2 separate regions of the Mus musculus genome follow, and region 1 is linked to region 2. The links are chromatin contacts, called in public HiChIP or PLAC-seq maps. All regions are on one chromosome and are shown on one strand. The core of a region is the stretch at or near the end of the contact, and the rest is flanking DNA. Distances in the headings are between cores, read along the strand shown. Region 1 overlaps Gm10754 (predicted gene 10754). Region 2 has its middle 23 kb from the start of Gm8633.

Region 1 (6,130 bases), core at 939-3,438, 580 kb before region 2:
GGGAGATATTTCTACTTTTTACACATTCTATTGCTTTCCCATTTCTTTCCAAATTCAAGAAGGTGTTTGATTTGTTGAAAACCTAGTGGCAAAGATATTTGTGTGAAATGGTTTACAATATCTTTGTCACTGGAAGGACTGATAGGAGCCCTTTGGGTTACTGAAGAAATGAGTCTGCATGAAATACTGCTCAACCTCAGACCTGATTCAGTATTCATCAGTCACACTCTGGGCAGACGCTCCAGTGTAGTCCATCAACACAGAACGTACTTCTTAGTTTGGTTGATTTTTTGCTCTCTTGTTTTGATTGTTGAGCTTTAGTAGAGGTTGTTTTGTTTTCTCTTTAATGAGAAAAAATATGCATTTGGGTGGTTGGAGGATATTGGGAGGTTCTTGGAAAATTATGATAAAATTACATTTTAGAAGTATAACATTTCAAAACCCCAATTTAAAATGAAATAAAAAATTACTATATAAAACCTCAAGAGGAGTAAAAAGTCTACCACCATTGAGGAAATATAAAAACAATACTATTAAGTTTTCATTGAATCGGTGTTTTTCTTTCACTCATATTTCATTCTGAAGATATATTATTTATTGGGATTAATGGCATAAAATAGTGTTATTGTATACGTAAATACATATACATATATAAATTAACAGAGTGATTTTTTAAATAAATATTCAGATAATAAATCAGTTTCAGAAATATTAAGCACATTTAACTCTTTCTGAGCTGCTGTAATTTACTTTGTGCCACATGAAATCACTAAAAAAGTACATTTATTTTAGGAATTATATACTCTGCTTCATAAAATTGGTCACAAAACAATAGTGAAAAATAACAATATAATAAAGTAAGAAATCATAAATAGCACAAGGCAGGCAAAATTACAAAATCCTTGACCTATGCGTTATTTCCTGTGCTTCCAAGGGTATCATTGAGAGATTAGTGTGGGACTTATCTACAGATCAAAATTCCGTGTCTCTGACAAATTACTACTTGCTTTGATCATTCTTGGCCAGTACTCTAGCATCCCTGACTCAGTGTCTCAAAAGAAAGGAGGATAACTACCTCTCTTTACATCCCATGACACTGATCTTCTGAATTCTAAATCTTTAATCACTGATTGACTTTAAATTCATATGTCGTTTGTCAATGCCCTCTCCTTATATATGGTTTTTATGGAAAATTGAGCTGTCCTACAAGGAAATTGATTTGTTTCAGTGAAATGAATGTTCCCCTATCCCTCCCACAGCAAGTCACTAAAAAGAACTGAAGTCCCTCTCTGTTGGAAGCTGGTGGCTTGAAACAATAGCTTCTGCTTTTTGCTAACAACTTGTTCATCTGAAGCATGTTGCTATTGGGTCATGTTGCCATACCTCCTACCTGATTGACCCAACAGACTCTCTATAAAGCCTTCTATTCTGTTTAGCTTAGTCTTATTTACTCAAGTTCCAAGAATAATTGTATTTGTTCTCATTGAAACATCTCATCTGCCAGCCCAATGTATTCTCATTATTCATTACCCTCCACCTTCTTAACTTCCTTCATTGTCTGCCATAGATATTTATAACCCAGGGCAACATGAAAGCAATGATGGTGATTGCTAATTGGGTGTTTCTTGATTACCAGGGAAACTGAAGCATTTCCAATGCTTTACTGTCAAGTTACAGGCTTGCAAACTAGGACTACAACTTCTCTCATTTCAAAAAGGAATACAAGTCATATCCTTGCATTTATTTTTCTTACTTTGTGAGTGATTCTCTATTTCTCCTTGCCTTTGTTCTAAACTTGTATAATCCTGATTTGCTGCAAACCTACTTGTGCCTTTTTGTTTGCCCTGTACAAGTGAACATTGCTAGGATAATGAACACAGTGTTTAGGATAATTATACTTTAAATCCATATACTCAAGTGGCTACTCATACCTTTAAAATGCTCTATTACTCAATTATAATTTTCTGTGTGGCTTACCTATTTTCCATTGTTTAATACAATGAACAATTTTATGTGTGTGTGTGTGTGTGTATGTGTTTGTGTGTGTTCAAATGTTCTTTGTTCTTGCCCTAAAGAAATTTTCATGGTGATCATATTTATGGTAATTACTCTGATTCAGTACTATACTGACTCTGAGTCATATTTACATTATGACTCACAAATGTGTGTCAATCAAATCGGTTATGCGTCAGAACAAACAGAAGGTGGGAAGTCATGTGGTGATATTGGCTTGCATTTCTTACAGTAGAAAGTATACAAGGAGAGTTGCTATTGGATCTATACCAAAAGAGCCTCTCCTAAGCATCAGCAACTTAGAGAAAGTTGTTGAATAAACCAGTGAGAAGAATTGGAGCATAAAAAAGGAGAGAAGGAGGTAGCCCTCACAGACTATTGTTCTCATGTATGTTCTTTAATACATAAGGAGGGAAAATTCACACCTCAGCATGTGAGCAAAGGAAATGATGATAATGAGGAGATACTCACTCAACTGTTTTAAATGGCAAAGGCTTTATACAAGCATTAGGAAAGTCTCCCATGAGCTGGAGTCGGAGGCTACAGGGCATGGGGCAGGGGTATTCAGTCTGAGTTGCATAAAAACAGCAAAACTGAGCCATATCATCTCATCTGTCATTGGGGGAATGACTGTGTAACTTGAAACTATTCAGGAAACAGAGTCCAAATACTGTTCTGATGATCTATGGGAAATATTTGGCTATTATTGGATTGGGATTTAAGACATCATGGAAAGGGCAAGCACTACTAGGGATTTAGGCATTGACAAGTGGTGCTGATGCGGTATTCACCAGGTCAGGTAGAACTGTGTTCACAGAAAGCCTACAGAAAGCCTACAAGTAAGATTAATTCATCAGGGATCTCTAGACTGGTATGGGATTTTGATGTGTTTGGTGATTTTCATGGTGATAAAGGATCTTTATGAGGGAGAGGAGAAGCTGAAAGATATGAATAGCATTGATTAACATGTAAATTTTGTCTACAGATGAAATCAAGAGAGGATGAAAATGAAAACAAAAACAACAACAAAAATCTAGTTTATCCCTGTCACTTGAAAACAAATGTGCAAGGATTCATGTAGAGCTGGAGATCCTAGGGTGAAAAACAAATATCAGAAGTCTAGATTCTATGCTACTGAACTTCACGAAGGCTTTACAGACTAAGCAATCATTTACAGAAGACCTAAATAATAAGATATCAAAGTTACAAAACAGATTAATATGACCCTAGGGGTGATTTATTATCCTGCCCTAAACATATTGCATGTGTTTCTCCCCTGTAAGTAAATATATATAGGCTGTTTACTTAACCCAGGGACCTTTCAGCAGCTAGATGTGACCAATGGACAGGTTGAAGCTTCAGTCCTGACCCCAAAGCTATTCAGTGGCAAGTATGGTTAGCAAAGTAGTGCCACACTCCATCCTACACCTGAAACAGCCAGATTATGACAGGCAAGAATCCCAGAGACCATTTAAGATGGAGATATGTGCAGTGGTCTCTTACCAGCAACAACATTCCATAATGAGAATTGTTGATGGTTCCTGAAAGGTTAGAGTACATTATATTAGGCCAAATAAGTTAGTGCCTGTCATTCATGTCCCTATATGCAAGATTGCTCTTTGTTGGAGCAATTGATAAAAGTAAAGGGATCATGTCATATTTATTAGACCTTTTAAAATATCTGCTTTTCCTTACAAGACGAAATGGCACTATTAGTATGGATAATACTTGGCTTTCAGAGATTCTGCCCACCACCTTAAAAGGTTTCATTATGTAATGCTAACCATTGAATGTCTTGTACATTTTGAAAGCACAGAGGGCAGACGGTGTATTTGTTGTATAAGTTAGATTTATTAGACTGAAAGAATGGATTTACCAGGAAAGTGAGAGCAAGCAGGTCAAGAGAAGAGCAATGTGTATGTGTGTTTGTGTGTGTGTGTGTGTGTGTGTGTGTGTGTGTGTGTGTGTGTGTATACAGCAGAAGGCTTGGTCCATATTATATCTAGATTAATGATCTGGATTAAAGGTGTGTCTTCCTATATCAAAGATCTGTATGAAGAACTATGTTTTTATACTTTGAGGAGAAATACCTCATAGCTGTTCTCTTGACTTTTGGATTTTAGTTAATTTTAGATATAATCACTTTGATGACCAAGAGTAGCCATCATAGGTCCCATACAATTGTTTGGAAATAATTCCAATACCAGTGTTGGAGTATTTAATCATAAGTTATTGTCTTTGGTTGCCAACACCTATTGTGACTATTGTTTGGTTTATGCCAGAACCAGATGATAAGACAGGATTGCCGAGGCCCGCCCACTTTGACTATGGGGCTTGGAATGAGCGGAGGACTCACTGCTCCTGGCTAAAGTTGTCATTCAGGTCACTGATAGAAAATTGTCAGCTGAAGTCCTGATAATTATGGACACTGCCTGGTAGAGTAACAATATTGTCAGGAATGTGTACACACTGGTACAATAATAATATTAATGACACAGGTGCAACCAACTGTTTTCTATCTTGTTCCTTTCAAATTAGACAATGGTCAACTGACTATCAGTTCAAATGGCTACTTATGGGCAGGTCATATGTCCTAATGGGGGACCAGCTGCTGCTTCTATTTCGTTGTTGTTGTTGGTTTGGGGTTTCATCATAGTTAAATGGAGACAGTGCACCTGTAAAAATTGCTTTCTAAAATATTTTTATTTGTAACCACAGATTAGTGCTACCATTACTCTGGGTCTGTCCTGGAAGGAATGATCTTCTTTTAAATTTGTGAAGTATTACAGAGACATAACTAATCAGGACCCTACAAAGAAATGAGTGATACTGTGGTATATTAACTGTATGCACAAGAAGAAAAAGAATCGGACATCTCTTTGACCCTTCCACATGAACCATGACAGAAGAGGGTAAGAAAAGAATGTAAAAACTGGAGGAAGAAATGGCATGCTGTGTAGCTATTTTGTCAGAACTGAAACATTCTCTACTGAAAGGAGGTGGGGCCCTTAAGACTTATAAAGTAAGTAAGCTCTGCTAGGGTCAAGCTCGTAGATTCCAGGGTGTTTCCACTGCATTATAACGTATGGTTATATAATTGGATGTTCTTGTGGGACTCCCAACAGTGGGAGTGGGCTTTGACTCTTCCCCATGTTTGGGACCCCTTTCCTCCTACTCTGTTGCCTTGTCCAACCTTGATATCATGGTTTGTGATGAGTTTTATTGTAACTTGTTGGGCCATCGTCGGTGGATATATTTGGGAAGGTTGTTCTTTTTTTAAAGGAAGCAGAGGAAGCATGCATGGGGCCAAACAGTAGGGAAGTACTGGGGGCAGTGGAGGGCAGGGAAACCGTAGTCAGAATGTAATGCATTTTCCCCATCACCCACAAGAAGTCATACATGAATGTGTGAGACCAGGTAATTGGAGAACGTCTAGAACCAAATTCAACGGAAGCCTTCAGAAGCCCATCTATTAGCCTGGTGACATCTTATGGCTCTACTACCTTCAAAACAGGGCCACAAGTGAAGGACACAATTCAAAGCCTCAGCCTGGCGTGGGCATGTCAAATTCAGATTCTAACATTATCTTATCTTGCCTTGGTTTCCAGGACTCATGAGCATATTCAGGAAAGCAAAGCATAAACATTACATTAATGCTGAGAGCTGCCCCTCACGCTTCCCAGAGCTGGACTGTATGACGTCGTGGCTTTGTGGCTTTCGAGCAGAGTTGGCACTGATCCATGAAAATACGGCAATTCTGCAGACCCAAATAACCAGGGGTCACGTTGTTTGATCTTTTACTTGGTCTATGATTTTTGGACACATTATTTTTAACCTTCTGGGACTTCAATATTCTCTTAATAGTAATGGGAACAGTAAATCCACTCTTGCAGAATTGTTGTGAAGAAAATTGCCATGTGTTTAAAGTATCTAACTCATAAGTATATCTACTAATGCATATACTATACTAAGTGATCCTGAGTACGGTTAATATCTTTTTAACCTGCAAAACCTACCTGTGCTGTCTGCAGTGGAAAAAAAAAACAAACAAGCAAGCAAACAAACAAAACCAACTTCTCTTAGCTCTAAACAATCCATGCAAAGAAATATATTCACT
Region 2 (5,850 bases), core at 1,078-3,577:
CTTTTCAGACTACAAATTCAAAAAGGGATGAAGTCATACCTCAACCTGCTCATGAAGTGATGGCCACTTGATGACTATGCATCTACATGTCTGCTCTGACATTGGGCCCACTGTCTTCCCATGGACTCGTCAGTTGGACAGAAACTATTTTGAGGCCATCCCCAGTAAGCTGTGTGTAGAACATTCTCTTTGTATTTCCTCTATCTATCCTGAGATCATAGAGACAAATACCAGAAAGGAAACCCTCAAGCAAGCAAGGCTGCTTCTTGGAGGAAAGGGTTGGAAATTGGTACTAGACCCAAAAGAATCCACTTCTTTGTTATTTTGCTCATAAACAGAAAGTTTTGATAAGATGTTTGATGTATTCCAAGTCTTTCCTGCACCATAAGGAGGTACCACACTAATTCAGTCACTCTTTCCTTTAAACAAATGGCCATTTAGATTTCTCTGTTTTAATCTTTTAGGTGGCAAGTTGTTAACTGGTAGATGAAGCTGGCATTTACCTCTCATTTTTCTTTGGTGTGGCTAATTAAGGGGGCAAATAGTTCCATTTATTGGCTTGAAAAGCTGCTCAAACGTCTGCCTATCTCTTGTACTCAGGATGAGGAGGGGCTATTGTGCAATCTTCCACCGTGAACAATGGAAACATTGACTTCCAAGGCCCACAAGGGCTCCACATGAAATTGTGAAAGACTGGAAAAACTTTTATGAACATCAATCTTGTAAGAAATACAGTAGGAAAAGACATGCTATGATACCGTTTTGGAAGCAAGAACATTTTCACTGATTTGTTTTTGTTTTTGTTTTTATTTCGAACTGCCACAGATAACATAGTAACTATGCATGTTGTGAAAATAGTCTAATTCTGAGTCAGTCCATACAAATTAAAGAAAAAAATAATGATGGAAAAAAATCTATTTGGAAACTCCTGTAGAAATCTTTTCAAAATTAAGTCCCACTTTCTCAGGTGCCTTCCTCTGTTTGGAAGGTCATTTGATCCAGAAGTTGATTTCTCTGAATATCTATTATTGCCTCTCATACAGAAAGCATGAATTTTTAACTCGGTCATAGATGGAAAGTCTAATGCCAAGAAAATAGTTTTCTGAGACAAAAAAATCATTAAAGGCACATAGTGAGCCCAATGGCACTGTATTACTTTTTAAGAAAATGGATTTGTGAGCCCAGGTGCAAGTTGAAGAGAACAACAAAGATAGAGGATGACTCCATTCTCTGGTGAGACATCAAGCAGGCAGAGAACCAAGGATCCACTCTCTCAAGGGCAGGGTTCTTGATGCTAAAGTCTTTCTGTTCAGTGAGACATGAAGGTAAAAGTCAGAGCGCCTTGTGAGTTCTGTAGTTCACATTCCTGTCGAGATTTACGAGCATCACCCACATTGTGCTTGTGGGATAATCAGAATTTATTGCATTTCAGCATCACAGGTTCTTACAAGCTGTAACTTGCTGTTAGTGGCCACAGCCTGGCATTCTGGAGATTCCCTGACCTACTCAGACTGCTTCCATCTCCCTTTGACCTCACATTATTTGGACAAGACAGAGCATTTCTTCTTAGTTGATGTGGAAAGGGGAAAGCAGCTTTTATCATTTTCTGAATCCCTGCCATCAGAAGAAAACAATAAGCCTTAAAGTAGGAGGCTTTTTCAGTGCTCAAATGTAATTTTTTTTGGCTTTGTTTTAAGGACACCCTTTATTCAGCATGAAATACTGATTCTCACCACCTTCCTGGGGGTAAGGGGTGCTGTGAGGAAAACAGCTGTCTTTTTTTTCTCTCTTCCTACTACTATGGCCACTGATGGAGCAGAAGTTCTTACTGTCTGTTGCAGTTTCTTGGATTTAAAACATAGACAATAAAGACCTGTTTGCCGATGACTGCCTAGATTCCGCACTGTACTGATCATGGCAACTGCTGCAGTCGTGGTAGCTATGCAGAGTAAAACTGTTATTGTTGGATTTAAAACACTGACTCATAGTCAATACAAATATAGTCCGAAGTAAGTTTACAGTGCTTAAGGCCTTGTCAAAAGGTCTAGCTCTTTTTTCAGATAATGATGTCCATAGACAGTCAGTATTTTGGTGTGTGTGTGTGTGTGTGTGTGTGTGTGTGTGTGTGTGTGTGTGGTGTGTATTTGTGTGTGTGTGTGTGTATTTGTGTGTGTTCAATTTAATTTCAGTATACACCACCAAGCAATACCCCAGATGCTGATTTTTTTTTAAGCAAGGAGTATCATTAGATACACAGAGCCAGTGAGAGAGATACGTTAAAGAATGGACTGTACAGAAAATGATCCAGTGAGCTGTCAAAGCAAGCTAGAAGTCTAAGGGGAAGCCTGCCCCACCCTTCACACGCTGCAGCTTAGCTCCACTGGTCCCATCTCTTCTCCAGGGGAGTCTCAACTGTGCATTACATTCATCTGACTGCATCAGACCACTTGTGTTATCTAAGATAACTTTTTTCTGAAAACCAACTGATTGTGCTCTCAAATCACAAACTGTAAACACCTTCATGGACACAGATAAATTAGTATTTTAAAAAAATGAGAGGCTTGACACACATAACTGTCTAGAGTAGTGATTCTCAAACCTCCTAATGCTGAGCCCCTTTTTAAAGTTCTTCATTTTATAGTGACCACCAACTATACAATTATTTTGTTTGCTCTTTTGTAACTGTAACTTTGCTACTCTTATGAATCATAATATAAATATCTGTGTTTTCCAATGGTCTTAGGCAACCTTTATGAAGGGTCATGTGACAGTCCCCTTAAAGGGCTTGTGACCCATTTTAAGAATGACTAGTCTACTGGTAATTTGTTTATGAGCATGGCTAGGAATCTATCCTTTATTTGTTTTCCAGATGATTAGTAAATTAAAAAAAAAAAAAAAAAGCTAAGTTGGTAGCCTGGTGACACAGGCTATAAGCTTGACTACTGAGAAACAAGGCAAGCCAGTTTAGTGCCTTATTAGGCTCTAGCTTAAGCTTAAGGCCAGCCTAGGCATCTGAGATCCTTTCTCAAAGTTAAAAAAAAAAAAAAAAAAAAGGCTGCGGAAATAGCTAAGTGTTAAAGTGCTTAGATAGCATTGTGAGGCCCTTCAATATGCACACTGCCAGATTTTCAGAAAGGCAGATTGAGAGACTGGAAGTATAATTTTCTGTTATACATATTTACCAACACAGTGGAGAAAAATTAGGAGAGAAAAAAGCTCACACCTCTAATGATGGAGAGCTTTAAGACAGAAGTGTTCTCTAGGAAATCTCTGGAATTCTAGGCCAACCTCACTAATGGCCCTGTCACATGGAAAACAAGGAAAAAAATTTTAAGCCATAAACTTCAGTATGGTTTTTAAATTGTGATTGATTGTGTTGCACGTAGCTCAGAAAAAACAAACAAACAAACAACAGCAACAACAAATCAGGATCAGGAAGATAGCTCAGTCAGTAAAGCACTTGTGCAAGAATGGAGACCAACCTTCAGATGCCTAGCAGCTGTGAGTAAAATTGAACACAGCAAGTGTGGCTGAAATTGCAGTGTGGGAGAGAAGAGTATTCCAAATACAGGTAGATCCATGGATATTACTGGGCAGTCACCCAGTTAATAATCGCTGAGTTCAGTGAAAGGTCCTATCTCAAAATGTAAGGTAGACTGTGGTAAAGAAAACTAAGGATACTGCCTCTGGCCTTGCCATCCAAGCAATCAGATGGGCACATGCACCCATACACACAGACACACACACACACACACACACACACCATGAAAACATTTCAAAATCAAGATGAAACTATGTAATATTATGCAACAGTGTCTCAATGCTTTTTACTACTTTCTCTGAAGTTGGTTCTCTAAATATTCATTCCATGATGGGTTGACTTCTCCTAAAGACATCCTCAACTTTCCATGCCAATGCAGAGACTGTGAAGTGTTACTGATTGTGTGTGTCTGTGTGTGTGTATGCCTGTGTGTGTCTGTCTGTCTGTCTGTGTGTATGTGTGTGTGTGTGTGTGTGTGTGAGAGAGAGAGAGAGAGAGAGAGAGAGAGAGAGAGAAGTAGAGAGAGAGAGAGAATGGAAGAAAGCACAGGAAAAAAAGAAATGTGACAACTTTAGTGAAGATCAAATCCTGTGGTTACCAGATAGACAGAGAGCTTGAACTAAGGATTATGGGTAACTTCTGTAAGTTAGAGAAGGAAGTAAAACAGACTAGTCACTAGCTTTGGGAAAGAACAAGACAGCTAACATTGATCTTTATTTTGGTCCACTGAAACTCCATTTGGATTTTAGGCTTCCTGAACTATGATGCAATAAGTTTCTGGTTTGATTTGCTTTGTTGGGTTTCCAGTTTTATTTTATTTTCTGTTCTTTTAAACCAGGTCTTACCATGTAAGCCAAGCTGCCCTCAAATCCTGCTTCCCCCTCATGCTAGGAATACACGTGTGGACCATCATGTTCAGTAAATCCTGTTCTTGTCAAGCTACCAAACTGCAGTTATATGTTAGACTTGCAAGCAATGGTCCTGAGGGATCTATATGGTTTATCTTAAAATGCTATCTGTGCCTAATGTCCACTCCTTCATTTGTGCATTGTGAGCTAAAAATATTTAGAATAATGAAAACCACGTCCAGGTTTCTTTGCAAGGAAGGCAAACTAATTATTCCTTCTTGTGGGAAATAAAAAGGGTTTTAATCAACATCTGCAAAGTGTCCATGAAGAAAACAGAACTTTCTTTCATCTCTTTAGTTCTATTTCTTGATATATGTGATTTAGAAACTGGGGGTGACAGTAGAAGAGCCTTGACCATGAAATTCCATCCATGCTGAGGACAGCAAAACAGGCACATGCAAGTGTCAGGTGACCAAAGACTGTGGAGTCAACAAACTAATGCCTGGTCACTTACCCAAATATTTTATTTGTGAGGTAAATAAATTTTTATCTTATTTGAATTTTTAACTTTTCATTAACTCAACTTAGATTCACCTTATTTGCTTTTATTTTTTAACTCAATGTACATTTCTTTTTATGAATAATAGAGAGAAATGTTATATAAAAGTCTTACCGTAGAAAGCTTATAATTCGGGTATTGTCCTTATTATGATGACATCTCAGTATGCATAGGAGTAGGGGGAAATTTATACAGAAAAGAAATTCAAGACCTGAACCACGATCCATTATAACAATTCACACTGAAGAAAATGAACTAAGTTCCAGGAAACCTACATCAATCGATTCCAAGGACGATGCTCCCAGAATCTAGCTACCTAATTTGATCTATAACTCTTTTTTTTGCACTTCTTTTTTTTAATTAGGTATTTTCCTCATTTACATTTCCCAATGCTATCCCAAAAGTCCCCCATACCCACCCATCCCCCACTCCTCTACCCACCCACTCCCCCTTTTTGGCCCTGGCGTTCCCCTGTACTGGGGCATATAAAGTTTGCAAGTTCAATGGGGCTCTCTTTCCAGTGATGGCCAACTAGGCCATCTTTTGATACATAGGCAGCTAGAGTCAAGAGCTCCGGGGTACTGGTTAGTTTATATTGTTGTTCCACCTATAGGGTTGCAGTTCCCTTTAGCTCCTTGGGTACTTTCTCTAGCTCCTCCATTGGGGGCCCTGTGATCCATTCAATAGCTGACTGTGAGCATCCACTTCTGTGTTTGCTAGGCCCTGGCATAGTCTCACAAGAGACAGCTATATCTGGGTCCTTTCAGCAAAATCTTGCTAGTGTATGCAATGGTGTCAGCGTTTGGAAGCTGATTATGGGATGGATCCCTGGATATGGCAATCACAAGATGGTCCATCCTTTCGTCACAGCTCCAAATTTTGTCTCTGTAACTGATCTATAG

The links. HiChIP or PLAC-seq counts read pairs in DNA pulled down with a chosen protein or histone mark.
Region 1: a contact with region 2 is called in a FOXA1 HiChIP or PLAC-seq map of pancreatic cancer cells. The contact joins two enhancer-like sites.

The regions. Positions count from the first base shown.
Region 1 is chr10:97,791,828-97,797,957 of GRCm38.p6, forward strand. All of the region lies in intron 3 of Gm10754 (predicted gene 10754), which reads right to left. Among named protein-coding and RNA genes, the nearest start is that of Gm25658, 50 kb to the left of the region's middle. Within about 2 kb of position 2,189, at least 15 of the 459 cell types and tissues checked have an H3K27ac peak or open chromatin away from gene starts, as enhancers often do. A contact at or near this core is called in pancreatic cancer cells, where this site is marked.
Region 2 is chr10:98,372,129-98,377,978 of GRCm38.p6, forward strand. No RefSeq gene overlaps it. Among named protein-coding and RNA genes, the nearest start is that of Gm8633, 23 kb to the left of the region's middle. Within about 2 kb of position 2,328, at least 34 of the 459 cell types and tissues checked have an H3K27ac peak or open chromatin away from gene starts, as enhancers often do. A contact at or near this core is called in pancreatic cancer cells, where this site is marked.